2 separate regions of the Mus musculus genome follow, and region 1 is linked to region 2. The links are chromatin contacts, called in public HiChIP or PLAC-seq maps. All regions are on one chromosome and are shown on one strand. The core of a region is the stretch at or near the end of the contact, and the rest is flanking DNA. Distances in the headings are between cores, read along the strand shown. Region 1 overlaps Tbl1xr1 (transducin (beta)-like 1X-linked receptor 1). Region 2 overlaps Gm31813 (a long non-coding RNA gene).

Region 1 (4,695 bases), core at 749-3,248, 200 kb after region 2:
AAGTGGATGAGTTATGCAGCTTAAAAAGCAGAGTGAGTCTTGGACTACTGGGAAGACAGAACTAGCCAGAGGCTAGAGAATGTTAGGTTCTAGATTAACAGATGTAATGGATGTAATATTTTTTCCTGTAGAAATATACAGATAAACCTGTCATGCAGGGGGAGAAGGGTGTTCTTGTATTAGAAATATAATAAGGAAGTCCAGGTGGGAATCAGAGTTGTGGTATTTCTTGAGTTGCCTCCAGCTCTCAGGTCCAAGGGTAGCTAAGGGAAAATGGAGTGCCAACAGCTGGGGCTGTGTGCAGCCATAGCTGACGAATTCCCTTCGTAGTTTCATGGCTACTTGTCAGGTGTTCTAGATCACAGTCTTCTTAGGGCCTTGGATTCTTTGTGTTCTCCTCAGCAACAGTAGCGTAGGTGCTCAGGCCTACAACTTTGCCATTACAGTTTGGTTCGTAGTCTGCTCTTAGCATGGTCTGTGCTTTCTGCTGTGCTATGACTTCCACTGGTATCTAGCACATTTGGTTCTTTAGATTTTCAGTTTGTTGTTGGTGGTGGTGACAGGCAACAGAGTCAAATTAATTGAAGAAAAAGAGGAAGGACATAGTAGTAGTTCGTTTAATTACAGAAAACTTAAGGAAGAGAAACCAGATTGTAGGTCAGCGGCCGTCTGAGTCCTGAGTGGTGGATTGTCTTCAGTTATTTACCTTGAAACTTTGTTTTGTGTCAGCAGAGTAAGAGACAGTATTGTCTAATTCCAAGACTGCAGTAGAAGCAGTATGTACCTGCTTCACTGTAAAGTCAGAGGTCTGGACACCACAGATCTTCAGTACTAAATTACTGCTTAAAATTCACACTCCAGAGAGCAGTCTCTTCACACTCATTATCTTGTGGGGCATGCGTGCAGAGCTCGAATGGGGTATGGGTATTATACTGGCTAGTTTTGTGTCAACTTGACACAGCTGGAGTTATCACAGAGAAAGGAGCTTCAGTGGAGGAAATGCCTTCATGAGATCCAACTGTAAGGCATTTTCTCAATTAGTGATCAAGGGGGAAAGGCCCCTTGTGGGTGGGACCATCTCTGGGCTGGTAGTCTTGGGTTCTATAAGAGAGCAGGCTGAGCAAGCCAGGGGAAGCAAGCCAGTAAAGAACATCCCTCCATGTTCTGCATCAGCTCCATGGCCTCTGCATCAGCTCCTGCTTTCTTACCTGAGTTCCAGTCCTGACTTCCTTGGTGATGAACAACAATGTGGAAGTGTAAGCTGAATAAACTCTTTCCTCCCCAAGTGCTTCTTGGTCATGATATTTGTGCAGGAATAGAAACCCCGACTAAGACAGGTGTGTCTGCTGAACTCACATAGTGTTCAGAATGTAAACAGAACATTGGGAACTGTGTGAAAAGAAACTAGAGTCAGGATGTTTATCCTGACCCAGTGTAAGAGTGGAAGCAGACAAAAGAGCCCTTACACAGTGAGTTTGGATTCTGTATTTTAAATTATGAAGTCATGTGATCCTGTTTCTTCCATAGGACATGATTGGAGAGGCAGCAAGACCTGAAGGAATGATGGTCCTAGTTGAAATCCTTACACGTGTCTATGGCCCACTTTCCTTTCTGGCTGGTTTAATTTTCTGCATTTGTTCTTGTGTGCCACTCCTGTGACATCTGGTTTTTCATCTTGGAGCTTTGTTGTGGTCCTGTGCTTAGGAGCTTGTACTCCTGGTTTTTCCTTGCTTGGATTCTTGTCATTTGTCCCTCAGCTCATACGCTTCCTTGTCTTTTCTGCTTATTTAGGATCTATTCCCAGTGGCTCTTGGTTTTACTAAGAAGCATCACATTATGTTTTATTTATTACTTTAAGTTGCAATTAGGTACTTTCAAGTTTATTTTGTTTTTTTAAAAAAAATTTTATTATTAAAGGTTGTAGGCAGGCAGAGTAGCTGCTGAAAACATGTGACAGCTTAAATGACAGCCCTTCCCCCAGAGGGGTTGAAGTCCTCAGCCCTGGCTGCCTCCCTTTAAGCAGCTGTCGCTGTCCTCAACCACTGCTGTGTTCACAGGTACCTTCAGTAGCAGAGAGCTCCCAGTGCAGTCCAGTGGGGGCCTTTCATGCCTTGTGCCCGTGGAGCTATGCAACCAAACCCAGTGGCATAGAGCTTCCCTACCACACCCCTGCACACATCCTGCAGGTTTTGTGTGTGTGTGTGTGTGTGTGTGTGTGTGTGTGTCTCTCACCAAAATCTCTCTGCTCATAGTAAACAACCACTGTTTTACGAATCAGCCAGCGCCTAGGGATCTCCACTGTTTTGGGGTTATCAGTGTCGTCCTTGTGGAGTTCACCCCTTAAGTATATGTATATATTGTTTAAGTTATTTACTCTTCTTCTAGACTGTGCATGGTAGTAGACAAAGAATTGTGCCTGTATTGGAAGATGCCAGGAATAATCCGAATATCTTAAAATTTGATGGAAGCTACTCAGAGCAGAAAGTATGTGTATCATTTTGGGATGGTGGTTTTTAGTTGTGTTCCCTCACTGTCTGACACGCCATGCTGTCATGTGCAGTAGTGAGGAGGGGCTGGAGGATCTTTGTTTGATTCTCCCTTTCTGGGCTTTGTGTTTAGGCAAATGTAGCTTCACTTAATGTGTGTTGCTGCTTGTCTTGTAGGAAGAGTTAGAAACGCAAAATATTCTCCAAACTGGCTTCCATAAAAAGGATGTGTTTCGTGTCTTGTAGTCCTAGTACATAGGAGACTGAATTAGAGGTTAAAACCAGCCTAGGCGGCATCGTTAAGAGTCCACTAATTCCCCATCAAGAAAACAAGCAAAATATCACCAAAGAAATTCCAGTATTTTAGTATTTATTATCAGGTTGGGTCCTAATTAAAAATAGCAGCGTTTTGAATGTTCCCTTCCTATACTAAACAAGTGAACTCTATGTACTTGTGTTTTTGCCCTCCCCCAACCCCAAGACACCAGGGGTAGAGTACTCTCTCTGTTTTACATAAATGCAGTGTGAGGCAGGAAGTGCTGTGTGTGAAGTACTATGTTTAAGACCATGGTTAGTAATTACTGGCCAAGGCAGATTTGGCTGCAGATAGAAGTTATTCTTATTGTGCTCCTGTACCATTTAGGGGAGAGGATGTCAAGAATCTTACAGTGAGTAGCTAGCTCCTTTGACCTTTCAGCACAGATGAAAACAGTTTCTCTTTACAGTTGCTACACATCCATTCTCAGCTACATTGTATAGTCATGCCTTAAGTCCTTTTTTATGGGATGCCCATGTCAAGTGTTCCCTCTTGGACTGAAATGTTCTGAGCATGCTCTCTGAAGCCTTCAGGTGGTGTCTAGAAACCAGGCTCTGACCATCTCTTTATGAGTCTCTGCTTTTCATTCCTTGTCAGTCACTAGTTTTCAGCTTAGTTATTTAGAACATTTGAGTATTATGGTTCAAATAAAAGTATAAATGGTATGTGCAGTAAGGGGGCTTTGACACCAGTTTCCAGGGACTTGGGTCTTCTTTCTGCAGCAAGTGGTGGTGTTCTTAAGAGTCCCTCCAGAGGCAATAGTGTTATATACAAAAGTGTTAAAACACTCTTTCAGTCTTTTTTTTTTTTTTTTTTTCTCAATTAAAATTTTACTGTAAGGAACTTGAGAAATAAATCAAAAACATTATTGCTGAGAGGTTAGGCAGACACAATGTCTGTATACCCCGGTGAGCTTCTGTAAAGTTAGAACAGGTATTTTGAAATGTGGAACTTCATATTATAGTTTAGATTTTCACTGTTAGGGATATTTTTAGGCACTTGTCCACCACAGAAATTAAAAAAAAAAAGTGTTACAGGATTAAAGCCAGAAAGCAACTTTAAATCCTTTCCCATGACTTGTATCCTTTATTTAAAAAAAAAAAGGCTTTATTATTATATGGTTTTGTCCATCAGCCTTCCACTTGTTTTAGCTTAACAATATGTTAGGATCTGGCCCATAAGTTCAACTGAAAACTGTTTTTTTTTTTGTTTTTATTTTTCCAACTAGATACTGTGATGTTGCCAGCTCCATACCGTACAACAGGTTGTTTCATTTCTTCTGATAAGTGTTGCCATGGATAACATTGGAAACAAGTTACTTTAAAATGTGAGCACATTTTTCGAGGATAAATTCAGTGAAACTTTAATCAAAATGAAAATCTATGTGCTTTTGAATTTGACTGCCAGGGGCTTTCTCTCTGGAGGTTTCGTGACTGGCACTCCACATGCAAGTGGAATCCATGTGACCCCAACAGTTACCAAACTTGAAGGTGAAGCTAGGAGCATGGTACACAAAGAAGGGAGGTTTCACACAGGTGAAAAGACCTGTGTGTACATGAATCTTTTATTGGCCTCGTTTCGTTGTTGTCTCTGAGGCCTGCCTCAGTCTGCTAACCTAGTAGCCCTGGAAGCTGCTGGCTGCTTTAGAGGTTAGTTTAAATCTAGACTGTTCTCGGCCTCTGAGCCTTGGTGTGAATATGAGTAAGCTCACCCTCTCTAGTTCTTTCTGATCTCAGGGTGGCTGGTTCAACTCAGCTGTGCTGACTCAAATTCCTTTCCATGCTGACTGATTTAATCTGGCTTCTTTCAGGTTCTTCTGAATTGCTCTTGTTGACTGCATATTAACTTTGGCAGTCTGTTGTAATCAAATGGGTCCTTTTCCTTCTTTGGCTT
Region 2 (4,848 bases), core at 2,233-4,732:
GGGGAACACTTAAACATCCTTAGCAACCAGAGGTATGCAAATCAAAACTACTGTGAGATTCCTGTCAGAATGGCTAAGATTAGTAACACAATCGTCATGCTGGAGAGGATGTAGAACAAAGGTGATACTCCTCCACTGCTAGCAGGAGTGCACTTATATAGCCACTATGAAAATCAATGTAGAGGTTCCTCTGAAAACTGGCAATCTATCTCAAGACCCAGCTATAATACTCTTGGGCATATGCCCAAAGAATGCTTCATCCTACCACAAGGACATGCTCAACCATGTTCACTGAGGTTTTATTCATAATAGCCAGAAACTTGAAACAGATTAAGAAAAATGGTACCTTTACACAATGGAGTATTACTCAGCCATAATAATAATAACAACAACTTCATGAAATTCGCATGAAAATGGATGCAACTAGGGGGAAAAAAAGTCCCAAGTGAGGTAATTCAGACCCAGAAAAATACATATGGTGTGTACTCACTTATAAGTGGATATTAGCTGTTAAGTAAATAATTATCAGGCTACAATCCACAGACTTAGAGAGGTTAGGTTAAGTGGAGGTCTCTAGGGAAATGAATGGATCCCTAGAAAGGGGAAACAGAATAGATTTCATGGGTGGGATGGGGGCAGGTGGTGATGGAAGTAGGAGGAATCACATTGGGGAAGATGGGATAAAAGAGAAGAGTACAAGCAGAGATGGCTGGGATTGAGGGAAGTTTAAGGATAGTGTGCAAACCTAGTACAGTGGAAACTTCCTGAATCTATGAAGGTGACCCCAGTGAAGACTCCTAGTAACAGCGGATATGGACTCTGAACTGGTCATCTCTTGTAGCCAGGCAAGGACTGGACTGGGTGTTCTCGGTTGAATTATAAGTTGAGGGGCTCCTGAGGAAATCCACAAATCACTGAGACTGACACTAGGACGGAGGGATGATGCTCTCTGAAAGCTGACAGTGGGGCCCCATCCACACAGCTCATTGACAGTAAGGGTTCAAGCTTTCACCCCTACAGTCCAATCTCTTTGGCATTTACTAAAAGAGAAGCCAGGACACCAACCCAGCCACAAAACTTCCAACCTACAATGTTCTCCTTCCTGCAAGATGGGCTGGGCCAATAGTAGCACAGAATGTGGGGGGATTGGCCAACCAGTATCTGGTTTAACTTGAGGCCCACTCCACAAAAGGGAACCCATGCCTAACATTGCCAGGAATAGTCAGGAACCAGAAAGTGGATATTCTAAATACCTAGAGTAGAATCAAACACAACTGAGGAAAAAAAAAAATCAATGAATGATTCCTAATGATGGCTCCTATACTCGTAGATTGTGCCTTGCCCAGATGTCATCAGAGAGGCTTCCTCCCGCAGCAGATGAGAGCAGGTGCAGAGATCTACAGCCAGACATCATGCAGAGAGTGTCTAAACTGGAGGTCACTCCCCTCGTAGCTTGGGAAACCCTACAGAAGGAGAGGAAAGATTCTAAGAGTCAGCGGAGATAGAGGAAACCAGGAGAACATGACCAAGTGAATGAACTAATCAGGGTTCACAGGGACTCATAGACACTGAAGCAGCAATTACAGGGCCTGCATGGGTCTGCACCAGGTCTCCTGTGTATGTTATAGCTATTAGCTTGGTGGTTTTTGTAGGACTTCTAACAATAGGAGCAGGTGTGTCTCTGACTCTTTTGTCAGTTCTTGGGACTCTTTTCCTCCTATTTGGTTGACTTGTCCAACTTCAAGGCTTTTTCCCTGTCTTATAGAATCTTGTTTTGTCCTGTTTGGTTGTTATTTCTTGAAGGCCTGCTCCTTTCTGAAGGGGAATGGAGGGGAGTAGATCTGGGGCAAAGGGGAAATGTGGGGGGAACTGAAAGGGGAAACAGTGGTAGAGATGTATTGTATGGGAGAAGAATCTAATTTCAATTTATAAAAATCTCCCAATTCAATAAGAAAAAAATGCAAAGAGAAAGAGGAAGAAGAGAGAGAGGATGAAGAGGAGGAGGAGGAGGAAAGGATCTAGATTGCTTACATCATTTCACAGAAACAACACAGTGCAGACACCAGAAGGAGAATTTGCAAGCCATCTTTGGTGATAAGAAAGAAGTTAAAATCAGAAACAAAGTCATAATCATATTTCTAATTTCAACACTCAGGATGGTGAGGCAGGAACACTATAAATTTCTTGTCAGCCTGGCTATACTAGACTCTGCTTCAAAATATATAAATTAATAAAAAATAAATTCTAGCAAAATCAAATATTCTCTGATGAAATCATGGCCATCAGAGGAATTCAGAAATAGTGCAAAAGTAGGAAAATGTATCATAAATAACTACAGTAGCAGATGTAAAAGGAAAATCCTATGACCAGTTTGATAAATATATCTTCTCCCTCAAAGTTATCATAAATGCCCTTGGATTTAGCTACCTTGCATGCCAACAGCTCCAAAGCTGTGTGTCTTGCCTCAAGTTAATGGCAAATTCTTTCTATCACCTGTTGAAACTTCATCTTCTCTTGGCAGCCCTGCATTTAACCAAAGGCCCCAGGCCTTGAGTCCTCATGCCTGTATCTTGGTTTCTTGTCCCCCAGCAGTCAGCTGTGTAAGAGTTAGGGCCCTGACTATCCTCTGGTTTGCATATGAGCATTGAAGCAGTTTCTCAAATCTGCCTTAACTAGCAACATACTTGCTTTAACATGAGTGACAGTATCCTGCAGGGAAAAAAATCAAGAGTCTATCTAAATCAACACAGCAGAGGGACAGAGCAAGAACCCAGCACCATGTTAATACTGTTGATTTTTAAGAGATATACGGGTAGTCCCTGCTCTGGGAAGGCAGAGTCAGGCAAGTCCTTGGAAGACACTGTTCTGCCAGTATATCCTACTTTGAGAATTCCATACCTGTTAGAGACCCTCTAAAAAGAAAGAAAGAAAGAAAGAAAGAGAGAGAGAGAGAGAGAGAGAGAGAGAGAGAGAGAGAGAGAGAGAGAGAGACGGAGAGATGGGTTAGTCAGCCAAGTGTGTGCCCTGCAAGCACAAGGACCGGAGTTTGAATCCACAGAACCTACGGAAATAACAGGGCCTGGTGGCATGTACTCGTAGTCCCAGTGCTGGGAAGGTAAAGACAGGGCCCTGATGAACAGTTTATCTAGCCAATCGGTGAGTTCCAGGCCCAGTGAGAGAAGACATCAAAAACCATGTGGCAAACGATTGAGGAAGCTATCGTCATCAGCATCTGGCCTCCACATGTGCACACACACGTTTCCACACAGATGTGAATTCCTGAACACACACACACACAGAAGGTGGATGTTACCACACCCCATATTGTCCTTTGGTCTCTACACACAGGCACACGCGTTCACACCTGCACACACCAGGTCAGCCTGAAACATGCTTTGAAGTAAACCAGAGCTCCCAGCTGCAAAGACTGAGTGTCTGTGACAAGGACAGAGTCCACTCAGTCTAAATGCTGTCTTAGCAACATTACTCTAATTTCCCCTCCTATTGTACTTGTACCTAAGGGGTCATAAGGGACGCCCCACCACAAGAGTGAGGAGAGAGATCTTCCCACACTCTGAAACCTGCACAGTGAGAAGGGACTTTCCTCTTCTGTGACAGATGGGAATCCCCTGCCACCATGGCATCTAGAAAATTAAGCATATCCTTCCATGGAGAGGAAACTGATCTTGCCTCCCACCTCTTCTAAACTCTCAGAGTAGCTATTGATTTGTGGGAGGGAGATGTCCAGGAACAGATTGTGTAAGTATTGGTCAGAGGTAATCCTTTGTGCTGTTCCTCAGGAGCCATAAATCGTGTGTGGTTTTTATGTATGATTATTATATTGCATGTGTAAGGGAGGGCACATGTGTACTGTGGAAAATTGGAAGACGAGACAGAACAGGCACTCTCTTCCCATCTTTACACAGGTTCCAAGGTTCTAAGTCAGGTGACCAGGCTTGCACCAAGAGTTTGTAACACCCATGAGTCCCACCACTGCCCCATCTGGATTTTTTTGAGACAGTGTCTCTGGTTGGCACCCGGGGCTTGACAATTCAGCTAGGCTGGCTGGGCATCAGGCTCTAGGGATCCTGTCTCCATTTCTGGAATATTGGAATCACAAGGATCCCTCCATGTAGGGCTTTTTTAGGTGGGTGCTGAGAGATGAGCTCAGGTCCACGTTGATCGTGACCACACCCACATGAGTGCCTGAACCACTTTTCCAATTCACAACTTACCTTTGAGCTCATGTCATAACAATATAGAATAGCACTGTGAACTTTTCCCTTCTACCGCTACCAAGATCAAAGAACCTAGGACCCACCTTCTTCAATAATCTGCTACCATCAAACCCCGGGTCAGCAGGGAAATGCCCTGGAGAACATACCGAACCTGGGTTCTGTTCCCTGGCTTTCTTGGGTTTCTGGGATCGGGTTTCATCAGGCAAAAGGTGAAGGTGCGGAGGAGGTAGAACTCTTTTGGGCGACCGCCAGGGAAAGCTGCCTACTCAAAACTCAACAGAGGCCAAAGTGCACATAGGGCGTTGCTTGAAGATCCCCAGAAAGGTTCTGCTTGTCCCAGCATGGAGGAACTGGCTCTGCAGCCACTGCGATCTGATGGCTCCTGACTCATCGCTAAGCCCATTTATTTCACCGTTTATATTCATTAGATTAAAATGATTTAATTAGCCAGTGAAGTGTGGGCTTGTTTGGGGTGCAGCATCACCCCTTCATGTTTACTATGTCCATGCATTTAAAGTTTACGTTGAGAGAAGGATATTTTATTTCCATTGCATCCTTCTAGAACCAATTAAATACTGTTTTCTCTTGCTGTCCACCTTGTGATCTCACT

The links. HiChIP or PLAC-seq counts read pairs in DNA pulled down with a chosen protein or histone mark.
Region 1: a contact with region 2 is called in an H3K27ac HiChIP or PLAC-seq map of regulatory T cells, with 4 times the contacts expected there. The contact joins two enhancer-like sites. A contact is called at or near these places in 1 of 15 datasets of contacts at CTCF or cohesin (the NIH/3T3 cell line), 5 of 115 datasets of contacts at active chromatin or transcription factors (embryonic stem cells, microglia and regulatory T cells) and 4 of 9 other capture datasets (adipose tissue, embryonic stem cells, liver and 1 more).

What each region holds. Positions count from the first base shown.
Region 1 is chr3:22,113,358-22,118,052 of GRCm38.p6, forward strand. All of the region lies in intron 1 of Tbl1xr1 (transducin (beta)-like 1X-linked receptor 1), which reads left to right. Among named protein-coding and RNA genes, the nearest start is that of Tbl1xr1, 39 kb to the left of the region's middle. Within about 2 kb of position 1,999, at least 56 of the 459 cell types and tissues checked have an H3K27ac peak or open chromatin away from gene starts, as enhancers often do. A contact at or near this core is called in regulatory T cells, where this site is marked.
Region 2 is chr3:21,914,184-21,919,031 of GRCm38.p6, forward strand. The region is part of intron 3 of Gm31813 (a long non-coding RNA gene); the gene reads right to left. Among named protein-coding and RNA genes, the nearest start is that of Gm31813, 48 kb to the right of the region's middle. Within about 2 kb of position 3,483, at least 34 of the 459 cell types and tissues checked have an H3K27ac peak or open chromatin away from gene starts, as enhancers often do. A contact at or near this core is called in regulatory T cells, where this site is marked.